Regions from separate parts of the Mus musculus genome. Here region 2 is linked to region 1. Evidence: chromatin contacts called from public promoter capture Hi-C data. All regions are on one chromosome and are shown on one strand. Each heading gives the region's core, a stretch centred on a gene start, on an enhancer-like site or on the middle of the called end of the contact. The rest is flanking DNA. Distances are from core to core; before and after follow the strand shown.

What was found. Promoter capture Hi-C pulls out the DNA fragments that hold promoters and counts their contacts.
Region 2: a contact with region 1 is called in a promoter capture Hi-C map of liver, with 2.3 times the contacts expected there. The contact joins the enhancer-like site here to the promoter of Zc3h12d in region 1. A contact is called at or near these places in 5 of 39 promoter capture datasets (hippocampal neurons, liver, pre-B cells and 1 more) and 1 of 115 datasets of contacts at active chromatin or transcription factors (large pre-B cells).

Annotation. Positions count from the first base shown.
Region 1 is chr10:7,827,644-7,834,263 of GRCm38.p6, forward strand. It overlaps Zc3h12d (zinc finger CCCH type containing 12D), which reads left to right and starts at 4,827. Exons shown (of 6, transcript NM_172785.3): 1 at 4,827-4,919.
Region 2 is chr10:8,800,016-8,806,633 of GRCm38.p6, forward strand. All of the region lies in intron 4 of Sash1 (SAM and SH3 domain containing 1), which reads right to left. Among named protein-coding and RNA genes, the nearest start is that of Gm25410, 21 kb to the right of the region's middle. Within about 2 kb of position 4,491, at least 70 of the 459 cell types and tissues checked have an H3K27ac peak or open chromatin away from gene starts, as enhancers often do. A contact at or near this core is called in liver and pre-B cells, where this site is marked.

The DNA.
Region 1 (6,620 bases), core at 3,577-6,076:
GCATGTGTACTGGTTGGTTTTGTGTCAACTCGACACAGCTGGAGTTATCACAGAGAAAGGAGCTTCAGTTGAGGAAGTACCTCCATAAGATCCAGCTGTAAGGCATTTCCTCAATTAGTGATCAAGGGGGAAAGGGCCCTTGTGGGTGGTGCCATCTCTGGGCTGGTAGTCTTGGTTCTATAAGAGAGCAGGCTGAGCAAGCCAGGGGAAGCAAGTCAGTAAAGAACATCCCTCCATGGCCTCTGCATCAGCTCCTGCTTCCTGACCTGTTTGAGTTCCAATCCTGACTTCCTTGGTGATAAACAGCAGTATGGAAGTGTAAGCCGAATAAACCCTTTCCTCCCCAACTTGCTTCTTGGTCATGATGTTTGTGCAGGAATAGAAACCCTGACTAAGACAGCATGTATGTATATATGTATGCATGTATAAATGTATGTTCAGAAGAGAGGATCAAATCTCCTGAAACTGGTCTTACAGATATTTGAGAGCTGCCATACAGGTGGTAGAAATTGAACCCTGGTCACCTACAAGAAGAGCAAGTACTCTAAACAGCTCAGCCATCTCTCCAGCCCCTCAATCTTCGTGGGATGAGCACACACACTTCTGACTGGCAAAGTAGTTTTGCTAGTCTCTATAACATTGTTTTGTGCTAGAAAGCTGGTCTCAGTACACAGTCTTAGCTGGCCTGGAACTCTATGTAGACCTACTAGCCTCCACCTCACAGAGAATCTCCTTCCTGCTTCTGCCTCATAAGTGCTGGGATTAAAGATGTGTTCCACAACACCCTGTTTGTCTCTGCAATTTGTCAGGAGTTTCTAGATGCTGTCTCTGTCACAGATTATGTTTAAGTTAGGTGTAGTGTCAGGCACCCATAGGCTAGGGCTTTAGGATGCTGAGGCAGGAGGGGACCTCAAAACCAACACAGGGCTGCAGAGATGGGACCACCACTAAAAGGGTTTGCTATGCAAGCCTGACAACCTGAGTTTGATCCCCGGAGCTCACATAAAAAGCCAGGTGTGGTGGTATGCATCTGTAATCCCAGCACCCCTACATTGGAGATGGGAGGCAGAGATAGGAGGATAGCCTGGAATTGCTGGCCAGCTGTCCTGGGGTATGCATTAAGCAGCAAAAATAACAACATCAACAAGGTAGAGGGGAGAACTCAGTGCCAAAAGTTACATTCTGGCCTCCACAGACATGGCGTGGCATGAATACACACACACACACACACACACACACACAAATAACAAATAGTAAGACACTCAGGATGGGGGACTTCAAAGCTAGTCTAAGATGTCGAGGGAGACTGTCAATCACTGAAAGCTGCAGACTTTTGAATTGGGAACGGAGGCCTGACAGTGCGTCCTCACAACACAGACACACAAAAAGAATGAAAGAGCTTATACTCAAAGTGGTAATAGCCATTGGCTGAGCATTTCACACAGACCAGCTGCACTTATAAATGCATGTGTTTCTTTGTAAAGCCTGTCATAAACGTCTCTATTGGGCAGCGCTAAGGACTGAGCCTGGGTAAGCTATCGATCTGCCACTGAGATGCTGAGATGCAGTCTCAGCGTTACATGTGCTCATTTATTCTCACACTGTCTTCATCAGATAAGATTAAATGAATGACTGCCCCATTTACGTAGAAAGAGGCTGAAGCATAGCTGTCCATTGGCTTGCGGGTTACACTGATGAATAGCAGAGTGATCTGCATGGCTTCAAGTCCATGACTCCAAACCACAAAACATAAACCCGAATCTGCCTCAGCACACACATCAAAATAAACTTCAGGTTATAGTTAAAAGTCTTATTTAAATGACAGAAACACAGAGTAGGATGGCTCAGCTGGTAAACGTGCCTGCTGCGGAGTCTGACATCTGAGTGAGTTCAAACCCTGAGACCCACACTGTAGAAGAGAATAGTTTCTATAAGTTGTCCTCTGACTTTCATACATGGGTATAAACACACACACACACACACAATTATATTTAAAAAAAACCAAAACAACCTTTATAGCTTGAGAGAAAAAATGTTGTTTCAATCCCAGGGTGAAGAAAGGATTAAAAAAACACAGAACAATATACAAACTGTAAATTATGAAGGAAAAACCAATACATTTACTGAAAAGTGTCTGTACATCTCAAAACATGATAAACAAGTTAAAAGTTAAGTGCAAAACAGAACATGTACCTACGGCATACACAAAACACACAAGGCCTCAATAACATGAAAGATAATACAAACCAAAAAGTAAAGGAACACCGTAGGAAGACGACCGGCCACCGTGGGGGAACCCTGCTTGAATTGTCCTTGTAGCTCCTAGCAGTGAGGGAAGAGAAGCTGAGATGGCTTTGGCAAACACTTCCTCACGTATGGGTTTGGCAAAAAGCAGAATGGCTCAGAAACCCCGAGGTCAGCACGACTGGTGACTCCCACCTGCCTCTGGTGAACACACTCGTGGAAGGCTGAGGAGAGTTCTTTCTGGCCAGGCCTATGACCTTGTCCCCACTGGACTATGCAGTCTAAGGTCACTCGGGAAATTTGTCTAAGTTTGGTGTCCACTGGTGCTGTAGATGGAAGGAGGCAGCATCTTGAGTGCCCTGAGCTTCCAGGGCTCTGTGTGCGTGTTATCTACTTGCATGTTGTCCTCCCTCTGTGGTCAGGGTCTATCCACACATACCTATGCCCTCTGGGGCCACTTTCTCATGGCACAGACCCAAGTGTAACGAAAAAGGCAGGGAGTAGGCAGAAGTAGCCTTGGGGTAGACCAGGCAGAAGAGGAAAGGGAGAGAGGCCTGCTTAGGATTCAACAACTGTATTTGTGGGGTGTAAACCCATACCCACTGATGTTTGTGGGGCTGGAGACGGAGTCCCGGGACTCTTCATATGTAAGCGGCTGCTCTTTCCTCTCCTCTTGTAGGCAGAGCTCAGTTTGGAGCGAATAACACCATAACTGTTTCTCCTTCCAGTGGGTAACACGTCGCCCAAACAGGTGAGACTTCTTTCCTAGCCCCACAGTCACGGCAGCTGAAGCACCCCACTGTGCATGAACCCAGCCCAGCTTTCTCTAGATCAGATACTGTAAAGGTACCATATGGTAGGTAGTTCTTTTGACAAAGACAACTGACAACTGAGTGTGGAGTTTTCCAGCCAAAATGGTGTCTCCTCTTTTGGCCATCACTAAACACATTCTAGTCTGACAATTAAAAAAAATTTTTTTTGAGACAGGGTTTAACTGTGTAGCCTTGGCTATCCTAGAACTCAATCTGTAGACCAGGCTGCCCTTGAACTCAGAGATCTGCCTGCTTCTGCCTTCCGAGTGCTAGGACAAAAGATGTGTGCCACCACTGCCCAGCTGACACCATCATTTTTGTTCATATGTGTGCATCTGTGTGTGTGAATGCATGTGCATATATGGAGGAGGAGGCTCCCGAGGCACTGTCTACTCATAATTTTAGGATTTCGTGTGTGTGTGTGTGTGTATGTGCACTCTGCCACAGTGTGTGTCAAGGTCAAGGGACAGCTTGCAGGAATGGGTTCTCTTCTTCCACATGTAGGTCCTAGGTATCACAGGTTATCAGCCTCGGCCATGGGTGCCTCTACCTGCTAAGGCATCTCAATGGCCTATAAATCAAGATTTTTATATCCCATATCCCCGGTCCATCTTAATAATCTTCCCAGAGCTTCTGAGACCTGTTGTCTTAGACCTAAGCTCTCAAGGCTAGGTGTGGTAGTTCACACCTTTAATCTCAGCACTGGGAGGCCGAGGTAGGAGGACTGAGTTCAAGGCTAGCCTAGGTATAGCATGCTCAAGGATGGCCTAGAATACATACAAAGACGGTGTTTCAAAAAACATAAATGACCCAGTGGGTAAGAGTGTTTGCTGTGCAAGCAGTAAAGAGAGCCGCCGAGCCCTTTTTCCTCCTGATTAGAAATCAGGAGGACCTGATTTCTAATCTCCATCACCCAGGAGAAAGCCAGGGCATTCTTGCTTCCTCAGACCCAAGTCCCGGGTTCAAAACTCAGCTTAACTCCTTAGCTATATCCTTGAAGAAGTCTTTGTTAGGGGTGTTATCTGGTGGGAGGTGGGCTGCTATACCTTTTTTTTTTTTTTTTTTTTTTTTTTTTGCATTGCTATGAAAGACCCCAAATTCAGGAAACAGAATTCTGAGTCTGCTCTCTGTACTTGCTCTATGTATAGCGGCTGAATGGTGCATTGTGTAGGCCTGGGATCAGATGTGAGCTCCTCAGTTAGAGAAAGCTGTCACTCACTCCATGTAGGACTGCAGTAAAGAGAGCCGCTGAGCCCTTTTTCCACAGGGGGTCATTACTTCTTGAGACTCCTGGCTTTGTGGGTGACGGGCAGAATCCTCTCAGCCCAAGTTCCATGAACAACTTGAGGCGGTCTTTGCCCTTCCCGCTTCCCTTTGACAGTCTATGGTCTTCTTCAGCTGAGCATCGACTTCCCCTAGAGCATCTTCAAGCAGATGGGCTTCCCAGCCACCAGGAGTGGGAACTTAGCAGCTCTTCTCACCCTCCGATTCCATTCGCGGTGCTTTTGCCCTCTTGGACTCCTGGCTGTCCCGGGAGGAGGCGCGTTTGTTTTGCACGGTTGCTGTACTTTGCTTTGACTGGGGCGGAGGCGTGAACTTCCTACCTCTCACTGCCTTCTTCCTTTTCTCTTTAACACAAAGTGTAAGTACCTTTTGCAGCTGAACGTGCCTTGCGCAGGAAGTGGAGCGCAGGCTTGGATCAGCTTCTAGCAGGGGTGTGGCCTGGGCGCTGGCCCTCCTCTGACTCCAGCAACTCCTGAGGGACTGAGCAGAGCACTCCCTAGCTGAAAAGAGAGGGGCACTGGGAAGGCTCAGGCAGCTGGGCCAAGTCTGCTGTGAGAGCCCGAGGGACACACCCTGCTGGTGAGTGCTTGTGCCCTGCTATCAATTAACGTGGCAGGCACAGTACAGACTTCAGTCAAGGGCATGGGAGAAGGGCATGTTAGAGACAGGTGTGTGAGCCAGGACTGCCCTCAACACCCTGGCTTCTCACACCTGAGACGTTCTGTTAGGTGTTCAAATTACGGAAATACGGTAAGCATCATTAACTGCCTTTAGATGCAGGGTCTGCTCAGTTTTATCAAGGATCATTCTGTGTGACGGGGGAGGACGGGGGTTAATCCAGCCAATTGAAGTAAACCTCCCATCTGCGGGCTTCGTAGCAACGTTGAATGCTGTGGCGTTCAGGAGTGGACATTGCTTTATTCTTTCCAGGCTCACTAAAGTGTCTACCAGTCTAGACAGTGGCTCGGCGGGGTCTACTTTCCTGGCTGGAGAGAGATCAGGAGTTTTGGCAGCAGCCTCAAGACTGATGAAGAGATTGATTGGTCTTAGCCTGATATGGCTAATTCTTTGCAGAACTAGAAACCCAAGCTTTGTCACCCAAGATTAGGGAGTTTTCTCCCAGGCCTGATGATGCTAATATGGACCTGGCCTAAGGATAGGTCTATGGCCCATGGCTCTAAATGCTTCAAGCATGCCTGTAAGTTACCTATAGCAGCAGAGAAGGATGGGGGTGGCAGGGAGTAAGTCTGAGGAGAAAACAAAAGTCCAGGCCAGAACATGTTCATAACAGTTTGAGTGACAGTAGCCAAGAGACAGAAGCAGCCAAAGTAGCCCCTGTGAGTGAACACACACACATATGGATTATGATTCATAATCCACATGGGTTGTGATTCTGCCTCAAACAAAAGGGAAATTTGGACACAACACGGTAGGAGCTTGAGGTTGTTGAGCTAAGTAGAATGAATAGTGTCAGAGGATACATGTTGTGCGATCCCACTCCTGTGGGCCAGATTCCTGGACACAGCAGAAAGATGGCTACTAGCTAGGGCAGGGCAGGGCTTGGGGGCTCAGGAGGATGGATTTCAAGGGATGGAGAGTTCTGGAGATGGGTGAGCAAAGTGTAGACTACTCACCCATACAGGTGAGCTTAGAGATGGTTAAAATGGGGCCTTGTGCAAGCCAGGCAAGCACCCTGCTACTAAGATACAGGCCTAGCCCTCTGCAATAAGTTTTTAAATTACAAATTCTCTTTTAAAAAGGCAGAAGTGAGCAGGCTTAAAAAAAAAAAATCAGCCCTGTGGGATGAAATCTTAGAGTCTCTGTGACTTCCTCAAACTCTGACAAAACCAAACCAAAACAAATCTGACTGGTAGCTAGCCCCACTTGGGACTGGAAGTCTGTGCTGACCACCAAACTTCGTGGCGTTGTTGAGAAGCTAAGACCAGGCTGACCGTCTCCTCACTGCTGTGATTGACTTCAAGTGGCCTGTGGACCAGGACTGGGTGCCTAATGAGTAGTCTGGGGGCTTAGTGCTGTGGGTTTGCACTACAGGTGGCCACTGGAGGGGGCTCTCTGGTCTGGATGACAAATATCACTATCTAGTAGCACCCTGGCCAAGTCACCAAAGGCTCTTTCCCTCGGTTTCCTCACATAAACCTCGGTGCGAGGAGCAGGCTCGCACTTTCCCCTTCAAAAGGAGGCTAAGTTTTCCACAGTGTAGGAGGCAGCCCCTCATGATAGGCAGTGCTGTGCACAGGGGGCTGCTGTTTCTCCACCTTT
Region 2 (6,618 bases), core at 3,241-5,740, 970 kb after region 1:
GCGCCAAAAGGTAAACTCGGCTCTTCAAAATGTTTAGCCTAGTATTTTTTTAATAAAAGCTGGGATCCATGAAGGCAGAGGTCACATCATCACCCTCCCCACTATCTTCAAAGTGCTGGGTCCAATACAGTGAGCTCATAGTGTTAGCAATGAACAGGCAATACAGGTTTGTAGATCAGCCTCTGAAACCTGAAGCCTCATAGCAAACTTTGGCCTTTGGCTCAAAAACAGACACATCATTTTTCTCATCATCACCACCATCATCATCATCATGTTTGTCGTATTGAAATATGTCTATTTCCAGCACCAGCATGCAGTTAACCTGTAAAGCCAGAAAAGGGCTACCGGTGCCCTGGAGCTGGAGTTGTGAGCTACCTGGTATCCCTGCTGGAAACAACTACTAACTGCTAAGCCCATCGTCCCAGCCTCAAACTCTGGCTTTTGATGACTCCTCAACAGGCATACAAATAAAGGCGGAAAGAGCCGTAAAGAACCTTGAATAGCTTGTTCATACTATTTACTGCTCCTAGTCAATCTCTCCGCCTTCATTTTACAGCTCCCTGTGAACTTCAGCTTTTATTTAGGTTTTTATGTTTTCAGAATTACTGGGTTTGTCTAAAGAAAAAGAAATTAAACAAAACAGGGCTGGGGGTGTGTCTTTTCTCCTCAAAAATCTACTTTCCACAAAACTAAAGGGAAATATAAGTAACTTTATATGAGCTTAAATAGTCTAAGAAGAAGAAAAATGAATAAACCAAAACATGTAGGACTACGGAGTGTAGCTTAGGGGCGAGCATTTGTCCCGTGTGAAGGCTCAGTGTGATGCCCACACTGCAAAACACAAAGGAAACAAAACAGTTAAATAGTTGCTACTCGTTTTGTGTTTGCCACAAAATTATTTTTCCCTCTAATTCTGCTTGAGGAGTTTCTAAAAATGTGTAATAAATATATTGGGGGTGGGGGATGGGGGAGAGGTTTCCCAGCAAGGAAGCCTGGGTTGGAGCTTGACTGAACATATAGACAGGCCAACTCTGCATTCGGCTCTGGAGACCAAGTAGCTATCAGACCTGCAGGCCTGGAGAGCCCGGGTGCAAATGGTAGCATTTGCTACTTACCATTCTTGGCCACGGGAACTCTGGGTAATGGATCCCAGGTGAGGCGAGCTGAGTTTCCTCACAAAGCTATTATGCCCTACAGGGAAAACAAGCCTCAAGAGGCAGTCTTTACCAGGTTTGGCCTCAGGGTGGGGAGGAGCGAGGATGAGAGGAAGAAAAAAGAGACTCCATTCAATTATCTCCTCCCCGGTTTCCATGGTAATGGCTCCGGAAGCAGGTCGGAACTTTCTCAGTGGAAGCAAACAGGAGCTCCCATTCACCAGCACCCAAGCCTGCTGGCCACACTAGCCGCTTGTGCGGACGCCCAGGCAGGGACAGGGGGTTAAGGAGCCTTTCTTCTGTCACCTGCTCCGGGGACAGGAGCGGTTGGGGTGCACTGGTGAGACTGCCGCTGAAGGTCAAAGCCAGAGAACTCTGGGTAGGAGCGACCCTTACTCTCCTTGCTAGAGGCCCTTCTGGAGACCACGGTGGGAGCCTCCTGCCTGCCCTACTTCTAGCCCGCAGCACAAACAAAGTGGTGACCTGAATCTGGGTCCCTTCCACGGTGACTGCCAGCAGAGCCACTGGAGTTTTGTTTTCTCCCCGACACTTTACATTCTTTGACAGAGACAGGTGATGACATATTTGTGAGAACATCTAAACACAATGGAAATGAGACCCTCGCCTTTCCTGGCTCGTCATATCTTATTTTGAAATTCCTCAGCATTATCTTAGTCACTCATGTGTGAAAGCCCACTGGGCAGTACACACACACCCCCTTATCTTATCCGCAGGCTGCTTTTACCTCGCCTTTGGATGGCTTCGTATCCCACCCGCTTCACAGTCCGTGGTTGTATCCAAGGCAAGCATAGCAGCACCTGCTAGAGAAGAACAGGATGCCAGGAAGCTCTGCCACGCTCGTCATGAGCATAGGACCCCCCTGCGCCAGATGACTGCCCCCCCCTAAATTCCACCTGTGTTTGAGAGACAGAGCCCTAACATGTGGCTGATGATAAGACTCTGGTTTGGGTAGCATTTCCTAAAACCCAGCTGGCTGCCTAGCACTCCACTGTAACACCCGGGTCTGTCTCCAGGGTTTCACAACTGCGGACTACTCCACCAGCCTGTGGGTTGTCCTTTCTACCACTTCAGCTGTTTCCCCAGGTGTGGATATGGGTGGAAGAATGGTGTCAAAGAGAGACAGACAGGATAGTACCAGCTGGGTTCTTTTCCATTCCTCCCCGCCCCCATCCTTATAACCCCCACATTTGAGTGGGATGAGAATTTCAGTCAAGAACAGAATGCTGAACAACCCAGACACAAGTAACCCGGCCACTCCTAATAGTGCCCTGTCTGTCTGGTTTCATCTAGACAAGGCTGTGATTCCCAGCTCGGAGGTACTCCTTAAAGCACTAATGACAGAATGAGCCAGTGAGTTAAAGCATTAAGCTACAAGCACGGGTTAAAAGAGGCCCGGCGAGTTTCAGATTTTCAGGCTTCCCACCACTGAGTCAGGCTGCACTGAAGCCATGGGACATCCACTTCTCACCAATAATGGTCCTTCCCACACTGTGGGCCTCCTGGGCTACCTTCTGAAGGCCCACCAAGAGCCAGATGCGAATGCAGACGTTCTCCAAGCAGCCTTGCTGGTCCTGTCTTGGGCTTGGAATTCACTTCTTCTCTGTTCTGCTGAGAAACCCTGCAGGAGTTTTCAGCTCCCTCCTTAAGAACCTGACATGGAGTAGGCTGGCACAGCTCCACTGCATCAAATCTTCTAGAATTCTCTTCCCTTCATGGATTCCGGGGTGGGCCACCGCGGCATTTTCTGGGAGGTGCAGACAGCGGAGGTGGAGGGAGCCACTTTCTCTCTGCCCTTCAAGGTCAGCACAGGCATGAAGACCAGCCGTGGCTAGCAGGTGTCACTGCTGCTCCCTTGGGATTTGGGCAGCCTGGGACAGCAACTGGTCTGTGTCGCTCATAATCCTGTTGACTTACAGACTCGAGGCATGTTGACTTGGGGTGGGGGTGGGGAAAGATACCAAAAACTCCTGCGGTCCTCTTCGAGGATGGATTTAAACATTCCCTTGGGGATGCTGACAGACGCTGTGGACGCACACCCATCCTGGCTGGCTGCAGTCTGTCTTGTTTCTCCCACTTTACATGCATACATTACAAGCTATGCCATCTGACAGTGGAGGAACTGCCTCACCCAGACTATGGAACCAGCCCCTACTAACGCATGTGGTCAAATCCCAGAAGAGCATACAGTGTGGGCATGCTGCCTCACTGAGATCCTAAGTTATACAGCCTTAAATGCCCACCCTCCAAAGTCCTCCCCGGCTCCTCTTTCCCATGATGCTTTGCACGCTGCCTATCACTGTTTGTTTCTATCTTCCTACTTCCGGGATCTCGTAGGTTTGTGCATAAGCCTGAAATGGGGGCAGTGTTTATTAAATTAAGTCTTATTAGCTGCCTAGCCCATCGAGGGTCTTTCCAAAGGATATTACTCTTTTATTCTCCAAGAAGTAAGGAAGGCCTTGCTGCCTGCAGACAAATGGGCCTGGATAGGAGGTTTTGATCTTCCTCGGCCAAGTCTCATGGTCTTAGCAATCATATAACCTTTCTGTACCTTGGTCTCCTTAACTATAAGCCCATCCAAATTATAGATTAGTTAGCAGGATTAAAAAGATATACAAAGCTGGGCAGTGGTGGCACACGCCTTTAATCCCAGCACTTGGAAGGCAGAAGCAGGCAGATTTCTGAGTTTGAGGCCAGCCTGATCTACAGAGTGAGTTCCAGGACAGCCAGGGCTACACAGTGAAACACTGCCTCGAAAAACCAAAATAATTTAAAAAAAAAAAGTGAAAAGAGATATGCAGGATGGAGGTGGGGGGTGGAGAGATGGCTCAGCAGTTAAGAGCACTTTCTGCTCTTGCAGAGGACTTGGGGCTGGCTCCCGGCACACATACAGTGGCTCACAACCATCTGTGACTCCAATTCTAGGGGATCCTATGCTCTCTTCTGACCACCACAGGCACCAGGAAAGTGTGCTGTGTACTTACACACATATAAGTAAAACACTCATGCACATAAAACAAAAATAAATAAATCTAAAAAAGGAAAGAGAGGCACATGGATCGCTTGGTAAACTCCAGTCAAGTCCCCTCTTATTCTGCCTGTAGCCTGCATATAGATGTGAACTGTTTTCCCTTCCTTCAGCACTGGCCCAATATTCTCTTCACTTCTAGGGCAGGAGGACAGACAGCAGCCACATCTATGTGTTAAACATCCTTGGCTGCAGTGCCCATCCCCCTCCAATGGCAGCACACAGCCTGCCACCTCGCAGGAAGCAACCCGGGCACGTGGCCTCCAGCTGGGGTTAGGCCAGCTGGAGCTCACTGATCAGACAGAATGAAGAGCAACAAACAGCCTTCTCGGTCAGGAACAGCTGAGGCAGGGAACATTAGTACAGCTGCTGTCCATCCCCCAGTCCCTGCATTCAGGAATGTCGAGCCCCTCAAATATGCCACGCAATGGCGTGCACACATGTGGACACAGAGAAACGCACAAACACAGACTTCAGCACGCTGAGCACATTGGGCTCCAGCAAAGTGGCTGTGATTTCTTAGCTTCTCCTCCAACTTGTGAAATTGGAAAGGAAACAAAGTCAGGTGGAATAATGAAAGTTTAAGTGGCCACTGATTGGTTCTGTGTATGGCCCCATCCATGACAGATGCCCTAAGGACTTCTGCTGGGAGCAGCACAGCCCCCTAAGGTGAGGGGACAAGCTAGGTACTATGCTGGGTATGGGCCAGCCCTTGGGAAGACCTGTTACTGTGTCCAACTAATCTATTAGGAGCTCAAAGCTTAAAAATTTCAAACCCACTGTTTCTGATCATGAGGCTAGCAGAGCTGAAGTTCAGGTATAGATTCTGCTGGGCTCTAGAGCTCATACCAACCACGGAGGCAACCCCAACATCACTGAGGTCAGCAAATGGAAGGCACTTGAAGTAAAGGAGCCTCCAGAGGCTTCTCATCCCAGCAAGGTGGACGTGTACAAGGGAAAGCCCAGACTGGTGAGCTGTCCTGGATGAATCAGAGCGGGGCGAGCCTTCCCTCAAACTCCTGGACAGGACCTTGCCCTTATGCCCTTGGCCTTCACATACATGGTAATTAGCAAAACTATTAAGGCAAAAGAACACACAGCCCATATGCTAATACATGGCTTTGGTCCAACACACTTATCTCCGGAACCTAACCTATGCTGACTACAGTACGAGGACCGAATTATGATAGCCCAGGCCGTCCTGGTTCTCTATGGTACTGTGTCCACCTCCCAAGACAGAGAGACTGCAGAGAAGCCAGCCCATCTCAAACAGGCAGGATAACTAGTTAACTTGTTCAAGGGCACAACTCATGTGACTTCCTCAGACCCAGGCCTGGAGCATGCAGGCCTGTGCCTCATGGGAATACTGGTGGCCCATCCCACCCCACATCCCTGTCACAAACAGGATGTAGAGACAGGATGCATTAGTCTCAGCTCCAGAGGACACGGCTTGACCTGGATTTCCTAGCTATCTCAGGCCCTGATTTGTTCTTTTTAGTGAATACGTTCTACTTCCAAGGATGAAGAACCTCTCCACCTGTGAACTCCCACATCCAGGAAGGTAGTGCTGAACCCTGGTCTTGTTGCAGAAAGGTCTACATGACACCAGACAACTCACCCTGTTCACAGGCGGGGGAAGCCCCAACGCCCTCCTAGAGCCACGCCCACAACCATGCCTGTAGAGAAATACTATACTACAAAGGGAATAATTTCTTACAAGTTTCTAAAAGAGTTAGATGGTAAGTTACCAAGAACCAGACACAAGGGTCTATTATTAATAGACTTAATATAATAATTGCACTATCAATATAATAAATTCTCTTTCAAAAGTACATTTTCTTTCTGTTTATATGACACATTTACAAATATATATACACACACACACACACACACATATATATATATATATATATATTAACCAAGCTGATGAAGACAAGAACACATTTGTGCACACAGAGACCCACACACAAACGGTGACAGTAGCATTCTTCCCAGAAACCAAAGGTGAAAACGATACAAATGCCTATCAGCCAGTCATGGGTAAAGCGAAGGCCATATGGGCATGCGTAGGGGAATGCGTGCATGCATACAGTGCCGCAGAAGCTGCAAACTGTTGGAAAACAGTAGGGTAAGTGACAGGAAGCCAGCTACCGACTACTGTGGTGACGTCTTTGAAACTCTGAGCATACTAGACACAGCTGAACAGCATCCTTATTGCCTGTGTGCAGTGCCAGCCATCAAACCCAAGGCCACACAAGAGTGTTCTACATTCCCTAACTGTGTCCTTTTAATGGAAGGACTGCAAGGCATACGAATTACAGCTCAATAAAGGAATTACCAAAGATGACATAAAAGCACTTCTTCAACCAAATAGCTTCTTTCAGAAGCTAAAAGAATTGAACAAGTATGGGGTTTTAC